Regions from separate parts of the Rattus norvegicus genome. Here all the other regions are linked to region 2. The links are chromatin contacts, called in public Hi-C maps. All regions are on one chromosome and are shown on one strand. The core of a region is the stretch at or near the end of the contact, and the rest is flanking DNA. Distances in the headings are between cores, read along the strand shown. Region 1 overlaps Ptprg (protein tyrosine phosphatase, receptor type, G). Region 2 overlaps Ptprg (protein tyrosine phosphatase, receptor type, G). Region 3 overlaps Ptprg (protein tyrosine phosphatase, receptor type, G).

Region 1 (3,904 bases), core at 750-3,249, 220 kb after region 2:
ATTGTAGGCAGTTGTTGAGCTGCCCACCTAGGTACTTTTCCACGGGAAGAACAGTATGTCACCCTAGCCCACCCAGATCTTTCATTTTGCTGTATGGAGATCCTCCAAGAAAGCAGCCAACCAGGATGAAAGGCGTTTCTTGAACTTCTCCAAACACACTGATTCTGAAATCTCAAACTTCTTCTCCACATTGGAAACTTGAGAATGTAATGTCTGTCGCTTCAGCTACCTGATGGAGTGTTTGTTAGAACATCTGTAAGTAGGCTTGGCTTGTCTCCAGCAGATCCTACCCTGTTTGCAAGAACAATTGGCAGCCTAGATTCGTGGTGGGCTGTAGACTTTAACTGTAGTTTGCTGACCTTTCATTTAACTATTTGTGGTCTTCTTTCTATGTCTGCCTGCCTGCCTGCCTGCCTGCCTGCCTGCCTGCCTCCCTCCCTCCCTCCCTCCCTCCCTCCCTCCCTCCCTCCCTTCCTTCCTTCCAGGTTTGTGTAGCCCTGGAGATCTACCTGCCTCTGCCAACCCAGTGCTGGATTTAAGTCATGAAACCACCACACCTGGCTTATACGGTTTTCATCTTTGTTGTTCCAAGTTTCTTCCCCCTTATGTGTCTGTGTCCAAAGCGGGTAAAAAAGAGGAAGGGAATACAAGTACAACATTCTCATGACATGAAGCCCTGGGCAACGCAGAGCCCCTGTCCTCTTCCCAAGCAAGAAAGTTAGAGTGGATTCAGGTGCTGCTGGGGATTCTCCCACTCAGCACATGCCTTGGCCTCACCATGTTGCTGTGTAGCTCAGGTTGTGTGTGTGTGTGTGTGTGTGTGTGTGTGTGTGTGTGTGTGTGTGTATGTATGTGTTTGTTTTTCCATCAATAACAGATGGAATGTTGGGGCCATTGGTGAGATTTTCCGTGCTTTCACAGTGGTCCTCTGATGGCAGCTTGTGAGTCATCAGAACCTTAGATCCCAGCCCTGACCTCGGGAGTCACAGCCCGTGTACCTCAAAGACAGGTGAAAAGTGTGAGCAGCCCAGAGTGTTTAAGGAAGTCCATCTCCAGAAAGTCTGTAAAGTTGGATCACAGAAACAGTCAGCGGTGTGGTTCCTAGCTCAGGTGGATTGAGTCGTGTCATGCCATTTTAATTCTGGCTTGGATTTTCAATTAATGGAAAACTCGGCACATGTGTGGTGGTTGGTATGGACTGGACCCCGTGTATTTAAAAGGATCTTTTCAACCTTTCTGCCCTCGCAGTATTTATAGTATTAGGCAGTTGGCAATTTTAAGGCATAGTAGGTCAAACAAGGAAAGGAACGTGCCAACAAGAGAGGGAGGTGGTGAGGGAAAGAGGAGGAGGAAGACAGGAAGAAAATACAACAAATGAAAGAGGAAAGCATGTCTATACACAATTTTCTATCCACCTTATTGTCGATAAGGCGGACAGAGCATTTCTGGATTTTATTTTGAAAACATCACTTCTGCCATGCAACCTCACGGGTGCATAGAACTGAGTGTCTGGATTCTATTTTTGTCTAAAGGCGACACCACTATTAGGCAACTTCCATTTCAGAGTTCTGCTTCTATTTTCTCTTCTGTTCATTTGATCTTTCCCATTGGTGTTGCATCAGCTTCCAAAGCATGGAGAATTCTTGTTTTCTCAGCCATTGATTCTGCTCAAAACACCGAGGGCTTCCCTGGAAATGAGCGCTGTGCTAAGTGGAAATGTGTTTGGTCCCACAGTTTATCTTCAGGGCCTGCACAGTACCCCTCCCTGCAGGGTCTTTGTGAGACATTTAAAGGCTAAGCTCTCAGCTGCCCCTCAGACTGTCATTAAGCGGTGTGCTATTGAGAGCAAAATGTGGGGTGAGTTCTGTTGAAGAGTTTCCCTGCCTTCTGGGCAGGTCTCCCACTTGGCTGCTTTGAGACTGGTTATATCCTGTGCTGTGTGTGGAAACAGGATGAACTTGGCTGTGAGTGTCGACCAGAAGTCCGCTATCCCATTTATGTGGCTGGGCTCTGAGAAGTGCACGGCCTCACTTGGGAGCTTGCTGTGGTCTGCTGCTAACCATCTGAGTCCACAAACCGAGGCCTTTAAAAAAAAACATGACTGGCACAAAATAACCCTGGGGCTGAATTTGGTGTGGTTCGTGCAGATAGTTGAAAGGCTCACTATCTTTTCCTCATCAGAGCAGTTGCTTAATGTTTGCTGGAAACTGCAGATGAAACTCCTCAGCAAAGAGTATGCCTGTTTCTCCCCTCTGGAGGGGAGAGCCTTTCACTCATTGGACGGTGAGGGTTAAGGCATGGGGAGGAGGCAGCACAAGGATCCGGAAGCCCTCTCTGGTGCAGGTCTGTTCTTATAGTCACCCCTCCCTGTGAGAATATTCTATGCAGTTGTGAAAAGCTAAGTTAGCCAGGTAACAGGTTAGGCATGTGCTGCCTTCCCTGTAATGAGGACTGAGGTGCAGCCTCAGTGGAGTCTAAAGCCTCTCATCCCCTTTGATTGCTGCTGTTCCCTGCTCCCGTGCCTCAAACTATCATCATTTCCCTTTCTTAGAAGCTGAGTAGAACAAACTCGGGCCGTGTGAAATATAACTCTCTAAACATGTTTCTAGAACAAGGCAGTGCCCAGCTTCTCCATTGGAGTTCACAGACTGCTGATCTAATTCAGAGCCTGCTAACCTCCCGGCACTTAGAGTGTGAACAATTTTCTGTCTCAAGTGAACAGGGAATGAAAAGAAACCCCATCACATTTTCAAAATCAAACTTGTTATTTTGCCTGAGTCTACTTTTTTATCCTCTACTTGGAAGATCAAATTACATGAATTTACTGAAAGAAAAATCATAGCAATTGTCAAATTGCATGAACAGGGGATTGATTCATCCGTCGTGGGGGTGTTGACATTTTCTCCAGTCTGTTGCTGAAGTTTACGAGTGTTTAAATGATGGGCTGCCTTGGTACCCCTATAACCACACGGGTTTTAAATGATGGAGACACTGGTGGGTTAATGTTTTTGTTTCACTTTTTCCTCCATTCGTTTCAGAAGATACTACAAACAAGGGATTTAAAGATGCCTTTTCTCTTTCCTGTAGCATGTAAAGATGTTAAGAACACCATAAGTATTGAGGTGGAATGAACACTCAATAAACAGTTGCTCTGTAAAACAATTGCTTGGTGAGATACCTCAGGTCTCAACTAATTGCCAGTGTTCTCTCCTTTGCACCCTGGAGATATTTGGCATTGTTGGGGGATTTACGGGGAGGAGGCTGTCATTGACACCTTCCTTTCTGAAGTTCTCCAGGCCCTCTCAGCAATAGGGGGTTTTGTCCGCATTGAGAAGCCTTCCTGTATTATTATTTCACATTCTAAAATTCTTGTTTACTGAAGAATTAAGTTCGAATTTTCAAAAAAAAAAGGTGGAAGAAGATTGTCTTCACTCAATTATTCTTCTCATCCACTGATTATTATTATTATTATTATTATTATTATTATTATTATTATATTTCAAATGCCTCCGTATTAAACCCTAGGATTTCTTTCCAACACTGGATCTTGACATTGAATCGCAAAATGAATTGCTCTTTTCGTGGCCATATGCTTCTGTTTGCATGCTTCCTTCAGGAGAAGTCCATTGATTGACCCAAACTGTCCTTTGGATGTTAGGTTCCCATTGTGGATCACTGCCCCAAAGACGATGGAGTAAATTCCTCAACTTGTTCTCATTGGGACTTCACATTGACAGGGAATGAATGTGAAAACTGCATTAGATGGTTTAGGGGACAGAGTGCCAGAGACAAGCCACCATCGAATGAGTGGCAGAGCATGGGAGATAACTCTGGCCTCTTCATAGTGGGACCTGTGAAAGAAGTGTATGGTTTGAGAGTCTTAATTTTCATTTTCTTTATAACA
Region 2 (3,379 bases), core at 682-3,181:
GTTTCAGAACCAGCACTCAGCATTGGATTAATGGAGATTAAAACCTTCCTTTCAAGTTCTGCGGTACTGGCAGATCTGAGTTATGTAATTTACTAGGGAAAGCTGGATTTGTTGAACTTGGGGATGAAGTTTGAAAAACACCAAGAGGGTGCTGAAATGACAGTGGCCTTTGTCCTCCGACTCTTAGGAGGTAAATGCCTTCTCTGCCTCTGCCTTAGGATACAATTAACCCAGGTCTGGTCTCCTGAAGGCCGCTCACTTTCTGACTTCCAGCCTCACCCATATGCTCTCTCTTTTTATATTGTCAGGTGGTCCCGAGGGTTGACTGAAACAACACATGTGAAGAATGGTGTGCGTGTGCGTCCTAAGAGAGGCCAGCAGAGAGTATCAGTGTCCTTTCCTATCAGGCTCAGTGTTAACTTCCATGAACTCTCCCTGAACCTGGAGATAGCCTTTGCTACACTGTTTGGCCAGCAAGCCCCAGTGGTCCGGCTGTTTTTTTGTTTTTTTGTTTTTCTTTTTTCTTACATCCCTGACCTCCCAGCACTGAGGACCATGTGTGGACCACGCCCTGCTTTTGCCATGGGTGCTGGGAATCTGAACTCATGTTCTCGTGCTTACACAGTGGGCACTCACTCTTACCCACTGGGCCATCTCCCCCTGTATGCTCTAAACTGGGAATTATAATTATAACCAGAGTAGGAGACCTGCAAGGCTTTCAGAGTGCTGTGTGAACAAGCTGAACTGAATGGGGAGGGTTGCACCAGGGTTCTTTGTGGAGTACGTGATAGCCAGGCTACGGTTGGGCTTGTAGCTCCATGGTCTACCATGAACCTATGTGATAAGGTCCTGGGCTAATCCCCAGGTTCATATAACACCCCTAATTTAAAAAAAAAAAGAGAGCAAGGTGGGAGGGGGTGGGGGATGAATGAATGAATGAATGAATGAATGTTGAGTTGGAAAGGTCTGGCCAAGAAGGTTCTTATTAAAATAGGAAAAAAGGTGAAAAATTTTTTTTGTTTGTTTTGTTTTTAATTAAAATAAAGGGTGCTGTGCATGGTCCCCACAGAGAGCAATCTGCTTGTCTCTGTCATTGTGTCAGTTCAAGGAGCAGACACCGTGGTGCAAGAGCATTTTGGTGGTTAATAATTGGGGCGGAAAAGGTGGGAGGCAGGACTAGGCAGGACCTCAGGACACCGTGAGGATCTCATGCGGTTGCAGCCGTGTCTCCAGGATCCCCACGTGTGAATTCCTTGGCATGGACGAGCTTCCCTTGACTCAAAAGCTGGTTGGATTTTAAACGTAAGCCAAGTATCAAGTTCCTTCTAGAAGGGAGCTGGCAGTGGTGCCTCCACAGGGCTACGCCACTGTTGAAGGCAGGGTTTTTACTGTATCTTATTTCTGTCACACCTCCCCCTGTTTATTTCCTTCATAGCCTTGGATCAGCAGCTGTAACAACAAGTTGGTACAGTTAATCTCTCTCCCCAAGGTGCAGCCTCAGTTACTCTAATTGACTTCTGGCTCACTGAGGCACACTGCGGGGGTACCGGAAGGGGCACTCCTTGGCAGGGTGGCATGTGAAATGTCTGGCCTCTTGCTGAGGTGATCTCTCATCAGGCCTTGGAAGGATGAATGACCACTGTACAGGGCTGTGCATGGGGATGCAGTTATGTAAAACGATTGCTAAGCTTTCTACTGGACTCTGGTTAGCTTGTGGTTGTTTACTCCTAAAGGAGGAAGGGGCTGGTGGGGAGGGAGACGCTTTTTATATATTTAGTGGGGGGTATATACATGCCTGTCCATCTGATCCGTGAGGAAAGTGAGGTGTGGAGAACTTCCTAGGGTTTGCCCAAGCCACTCACCTGAGGGATGGGTAGATGGGGACCTTGGCTCTGTTTCTGCATTCCAGGTCTGACAACTTGTATTGTGGTGATGTCAGGCAGTAAACATTAGGGCTAGGAATGGCTGGACAGAGACTGACCTACACTGCACTCTGGCCTGCACTGGAGTGAATGACCTCTTAGAACCTTTGTCATAACCAAATGGCAAAGCTGTGGGGAAATGAGTCCTCTTCAAGGACTGTAGCTTGGCACAGTTTCCGTGGTGGGACTTGGGCTGTGCCCATCACGATTCCACAGGCACCATCCCTTTGATCTGGCACCTCTGTCTGCCAGATGCTTGTTCTGCAGATGTACCTGTCCTCTAGTGCAAAATGACACGTGTCAAGGTTGTACGTACATCAAAGGAGCATTTGGATTTGGAAAAAAAAATGGAGGTAACCTGACAGCCCATTAATTGGAGTAGCTTTAATAAATTATACTCTCCCAAGTAATGGCATATGGGCAGCTGTTACAATTAGCTAAGCAACTCTCTCCGAACAGATACATATGTTTATCCGTATCTATATCTGGATTGCCCTAGATTGCACAGTGAAATCTAGATAAAGTCACGTTTTTTTGTTTGTAGAGGTCACAGGACAGCCTCAGGTGTGCTCTCAAACACTGTTTGGTTTTCCCCCTTTCTCCAGACTCTCTTACTGGCCTGGCACTTACCATGTAAACAAGGCCACCATCACACCCAGGAGACATCTGGTCTTAGCCTCCCCAGTGCTAGGATTACAAGTGTGGGCCACCATACACAGTTTTAGTTTTTGTAAACAAAAACAAAAACAAAAACACAGGTTCTGGGGACCAAACTTAATTGTCCATGCCATTGCCCAACTCAAGATGATGTTTTTTGGGGTATACAAAAGGCGTCACTGGAAAGATGGGATGAGGTGAGGGAAGAGGTGAGGATTTCACCGTCCCACCTTTTCTATCTTTGACTTTATTGTATCTGTAAGCAGTAACTCAGAAAAATGAGTTGAGTAAAGGAACTCCCCAAACCAGCCACGCTAAAGGGAGGTAGACATTAGACCAGGAAGAAGAGATCCAGTAGAGCAGACCACCTACTAGTCCTGAAATGAAGCAAAGAGCCTCCTTGTTTCTAGTTGAAAGGACACCTAGGAACTTTACTGAGTTGGGAATGGCTTGACTTGAAGATCTTCTCTGGAGTTTGCTTAAAGTCTTTCTCCCTTACCATTCACCGTTACCTACAGACCCACATCTATAGGGACAGATTCTTGTGCTATGTCTCCTTGTCCTTTTACCTCAGGATTATTGAATATTTATTTCTCTGAGCATTTGCGATGGTTATTCTGGATTGTCAACTTGGTGGGATTTAGAATCACCATGGAAACGTGCGGGTACGCCCACTCGTGATTATGTAGACTAGGTTGAGAGGTGAGACGGCTCACCTAAATGTGCTCAGCACAGGTCTGTGGGATGGAGCTGTGGACTGAGTGGAAAAGAGGAAGCGATGGCAAACCCTCTCTGCTTCC
Region 3 (3,943 bases), core at 1,272-3,771, 150 kb after region 2:
GCTGAAGTGTTATTTCAGACTAAAACCCTTGGTAAAGATGAAGTCATTCCTATAATGAACATAGAACGTAAAGACATCATCTCCCCTAAATAGCTCCAGTATACAATGTTCCTTCTTGTTTCAGAGTCAATTTAATATCTAAGAAAATGATATGCATATATATTTATATGCACATTACCCTGAAACACAGTGGGTTCATTTTTAATCTTTCCTATTAACTGAAGTCCCTGGGAGAGGAAAAGAAGCCACACCTGTATTAAAGACCGTGCAGAGATCACTGGGGAGACATTTGTAATTGTTGAGACTTTAGTCTTATAACTATCATGTGAAACCTTTGGAGGTGCACTAACAGGTCCCCAGGTCCTATGGTTCCTAAAGCTAAGAATGCATCATTTAGTGTCTAAAGTCCCTCCCACATTTTCATACCTTGCTCTGCCCTGCGTACTTGGTGCCCCATCAGAGTACTAGCAAAGTACCTCTATCATCGCTTCCTTTTGCTCTTTTAATGTAAAAACTTCAGTGAACTCTTTCCTCATTGGAACAGATTGTGGGGTGTAACTGGCCTGAGTCTGTTCCTGGACCATAGGCACAATGTACCACATTCTGCTCCAGAAGAAACTCTCTTAATGCCCTTTTGAAATGAGAGGTGTTTTCCATCGACAATACAATCAATTTTACAAAGACACAGACGATGTAGTCATTCTCATTTTATAGGTAACAAAACAGAATCGGTCTCCTGACAGGCAGGCCCTGTAGCATGAGAAGGAACAAAACCTGCCTCATACCACAGCGGGCCCCTGCCTTACTTGTGAACAAAACAATGCTTAAACCAACATTGTGCAGGTTCTGGCAACACGGAACTCGCTGGATACTCTGTAGCCAGGACACGCCATTTCCCCTCTGAGTGGGAAACTCTTCAAGTCTTCCTCTCAAACAAACACCCGGTATTATTTTTGCAGACTTCTGGGGAGTTACTTTTGGACTACACCCTAGGACAGGAAACCACAATTGCGCCTAAATTTGCACAAGATGGAAATAGATAACATTCTTTAGCAACCATGGCCAGCCACACTTAGTGCCTTTGGGTTCTCAGGGTGACTGATGGTTTGTGTAATGCTTTTCATACCTGGGCAATTCACAGGAACCACTGGCCCAGGGGATTTCATAAATTCCGAGGGCTTGTTTTAGAAATTAGAAGTACAGGGGAAATGGTGAGAGTGGAGGAAAGAGATGCTCTATGATTCAGGCTTTGGGGAGGTGTTCATGGGAAAATGGGTTGCAAGCGAAGAACGGTAGTGCAGTGCAGGCCGATGCAAGGCGTGTGCTGTGGACCCGAGTCTGGGTTCTGCCTGTAACATTGCAGAGCATATGATAAACTTAATATCAGTGAGGATGTAAGTAACATCACAAAGTGGCTGCTTTCTGACATTCCCCTCTACCGAGGTGAGAATCCAAAACTGATCCTAGGAGAAATTCTAGGCACACATCCACGGGAAGGATGCAAGGCCTGGGATTGCTAACTAGTTCGCCCAGATTGTATGCCCGAAGCCACTTTCCCTAAGCCATTGAGACTTTGATTTTAGGTCTATTTCTGCCGACTTCTCCAAGCTGAGTTGCTTAAAGCAAACCTGATACTTGGATTTTCATGACTAATCGGTTAATTTCCACTCATGTATGTGGCAGACGCAGGCTTGTTTATGTTTGTTCGTGCATGCGAGTGTGCACATGTGGAGGCCAGAGATCGAGTCCAAGTGTCTTCCTTCATTCTTCTCTACCTTAATTTTGGGGATTTCAGGGTCTCTCACTGAGCCTGGTGCCCATCAGCTTGGTTAAGTTGCCTGGCCAACTTCTTGGTTTAAAACAACAGGGCCTGTCTCCTGCTCTGTCTATCTGGGTGGTTTGTCTCTTTGCTGAGAGTCGCTTAGACCTTTTGATGATGATGTTAGTTGTGATACTTTGCTGAAGGTTTGCTCCCCCCCCCCCCTCGTGGCTGTGCATGTCATATTTAAACCTGACAGAAAGGAAAGCCTCAGGTAATCTTAGGGATCATTTTTTTTTGCAAAGCATATCTTTGTATGAAACCTGATAACACCGAGAGGCAGGACTCAGTCTTTGTGCCCCCATGCCATGCCATCTGTTTAAGAGTCTGTGCACCCATCAGTTATATGACAGGTTACTTCTCAGTGTGCTCCAGAGCCTGCCACCCTCTTCTGCTCACCTGTGTCAGGATGCCCTGGCAACTGGCCACCTCCCATATGGTGGTAAGATGGAGTCCATGGACAATACAAGCATCCCTCACCGTCAGCCAGCTGGACATGCCAAGAAGATGGTCTAGGTTGGTTAGAGGAGAGGAAGGAAGCTGGCCAGCCTCTTGGAAAGCTGAGGACTCCAGCTCAGACAGCATTTACACAGCTTTTATCGTTGTCTTTAAAAGTTTCCTGAGGGCCGGGAAAGCTGGCTCTGGGATTAGTAGTTCATACTGCTATTGCACAAGACCTGAGTTTGGGTCCCAGCACCCACGTGGTCAGCTAATAATTGCCAATAACACCAGTTCCAAGGGACCTGGCTCCTCTGGCCTCCGTAAGCACCTGCCTTTAAGTGTTCCTTTCCTACCCCCTACCACTACATACATGCATAATTGAAAAATAAAATAAATCCCTTTTGGTTTTAAAAGGGGGGAGGGATTCTTTGCAAAAAGAGTAACTCAGTCTCTTCACTGCCGTGGGCTGGGAGTGAGTAGTGAATAGTTCACTTAAAAAACAAGAACAAAAAAACCAATACTATTTGGGGAAAATGTGAAGGCAAAATATCTAACTGCTTTAGAAAGAGGCACGGATACAAATGTCGAGAGGCCAGAAAATACCCAGCATGCACCATCGCCCTCGTAATAAACTGGCCGGCAGAGGCAGACCAGAAAACACCCAGCATGCACTACCCATGTTATTAACTGTCTGGCAGAGGCAGAGGTTGCTTGATCAATATGAACTTGTTCACGCTTTCAGATCTGGGATTGTTTTTACTCACGTAGAAGGAGACACAGTTTATATCCAGGGATCAAAGTAAGATCCTCCATGTTACCACTCAAAGTGCAGTCAAAGTTTAAAATTCCTGCAGTCCGGCAACAGGAAACGTGGGATCATTAAACCGTGTTGGCTGGGTTTGTTGTTTATTCCGACTAATCTGACTGGGTGCCTGGTGTGGCTGGGAGTGTGCTAGGTGGCACCATTTGAAAGCATAAAGTTAGAGGACGCAGTTTGAAAAGTAGTGCTGAGATATTGTCACTTTAAAATCAAATTTTCTAGTGTTTTATTATTGTAATTTGCAGATATTCAAGAGTTGAGGCAATTAACATCAGTGCTTTGTCGATTGATTGACTGTGGACAACTGATTGACGAATGATTGATGATTGATTGATTTTTAAAAAAATTTTTTTTAGGCACTAATGATTTCATGTAGCCCAAATTGGTGTTGAACTTCTTATTCCCATGCCTCTACCTCCCAAGCGCTAGGGTCTGCCACACCAGTGGTTTTCAAACCAGTGTATGCTGAGGTTGTTGGCTATGTAGCACTGTGTTTCTAATAGGCTGTTGGCAGTTCCCCGACATGTGCATGAGTCACATTGCAGATGGATCCTCCCGTCCATGGGGTGGAGGGCCTTAGACGATTGTAGCCCCAGCTGTCACCTTATGTGCACCTGAGTTGCAGGCCTTCCCTCGCATAGACTCGGCCAGTAAGTACTATGACTGATATCTCTTAATGGCAAAAGTTTCCTGAGTTCTAGAGGATTTTGCCTCACACCCAGCCTGTGATAGTTTCTAATTCTAGAGCTAGGAGAGTCCTTTTGTAAATTACAGTGAGGAGGTAACTCTGTCCTGCGGCTTCTCTCCACAAGGCTGATCTATTCTGAAGTGAGTTGTTTCAACTCTAAGAATAGGTATGTGGC

The links. Hi-C and Micro-C count contacts between places; a contact is called where the count stands out from the background.
Region 1: a Hi-C map of liver shows a contact between it and region 2, with 4 times the contacts expected there. The contact joins two enhancer-like sites. A contact is called at or near these places in 3 of 12 Hi-C or Micro-C datasets (kidney and liver).
Region 3: a contact with region 2 is called in a Hi-C map of liver, with 2.0 times the contacts expected there. The contact joins two enhancer-like sites. A contact is called at or near these places in 3 of 12 Hi-C or Micro-C datasets (kidney and liver).

What each region holds. Positions count from the first base shown.
Region 1 is chr15:15,655,711-15,659,614 of GRCr8, reverse strand. All of the region lies in intron 2 of Ptprg (protein tyrosine phosphatase, receptor type, G), which reads left to right. Among named protein-coding and RNA genes, the nearest start is that of Ptprg, 320 kb to the left of the region's middle. Within about 2 kb of position 1,999, at least 31 of the 93 cell types and tissues checked have an H3K27ac peak or open chromatin away from gene starts, as enhancers often do. A contact at or near this core is called in liver, where this site is marked.
Region 2 is chr15:15,872,178-15,875,556 of GRCr8, reverse strand. The region is part of intron 1 of Ptprg (protein tyrosine phosphatase, receptor type, G); the gene reads left to right. LOC120097096 reads left to right here. Exons shown (of 2, transcript XM_063274845.1): 2 at 1-3,379. Among named protein-coding and RNA genes, the nearest start is that of Ptprg, 110 kb to the left of the region's middle. Within about 2 kb of position 1,931, at least 5 of the 93 cell types and tissues checked have an H3K27ac peak or open chromatin away from gene starts, as enhancers often do. A contact at or near this core is called in liver, where this site is marked.
Region 3 is chr15:15,725,254-15,729,196 of GRCr8, reverse strand. The region is part of intron 2 of Ptprg (protein tyrosine phosphatase, receptor type, G); the gene reads left to right. Among named protein-coding and RNA genes, the nearest start is that of Ptprg, 260 kb to the left of the region's middle. Within about 2 kb of position 2,521, at least 14 of the 93 cell types and tissues checked have an H3K27ac peak or open chromatin away from gene starts, as enhancers often do. A contact at or near this core is called in liver, where this site is marked.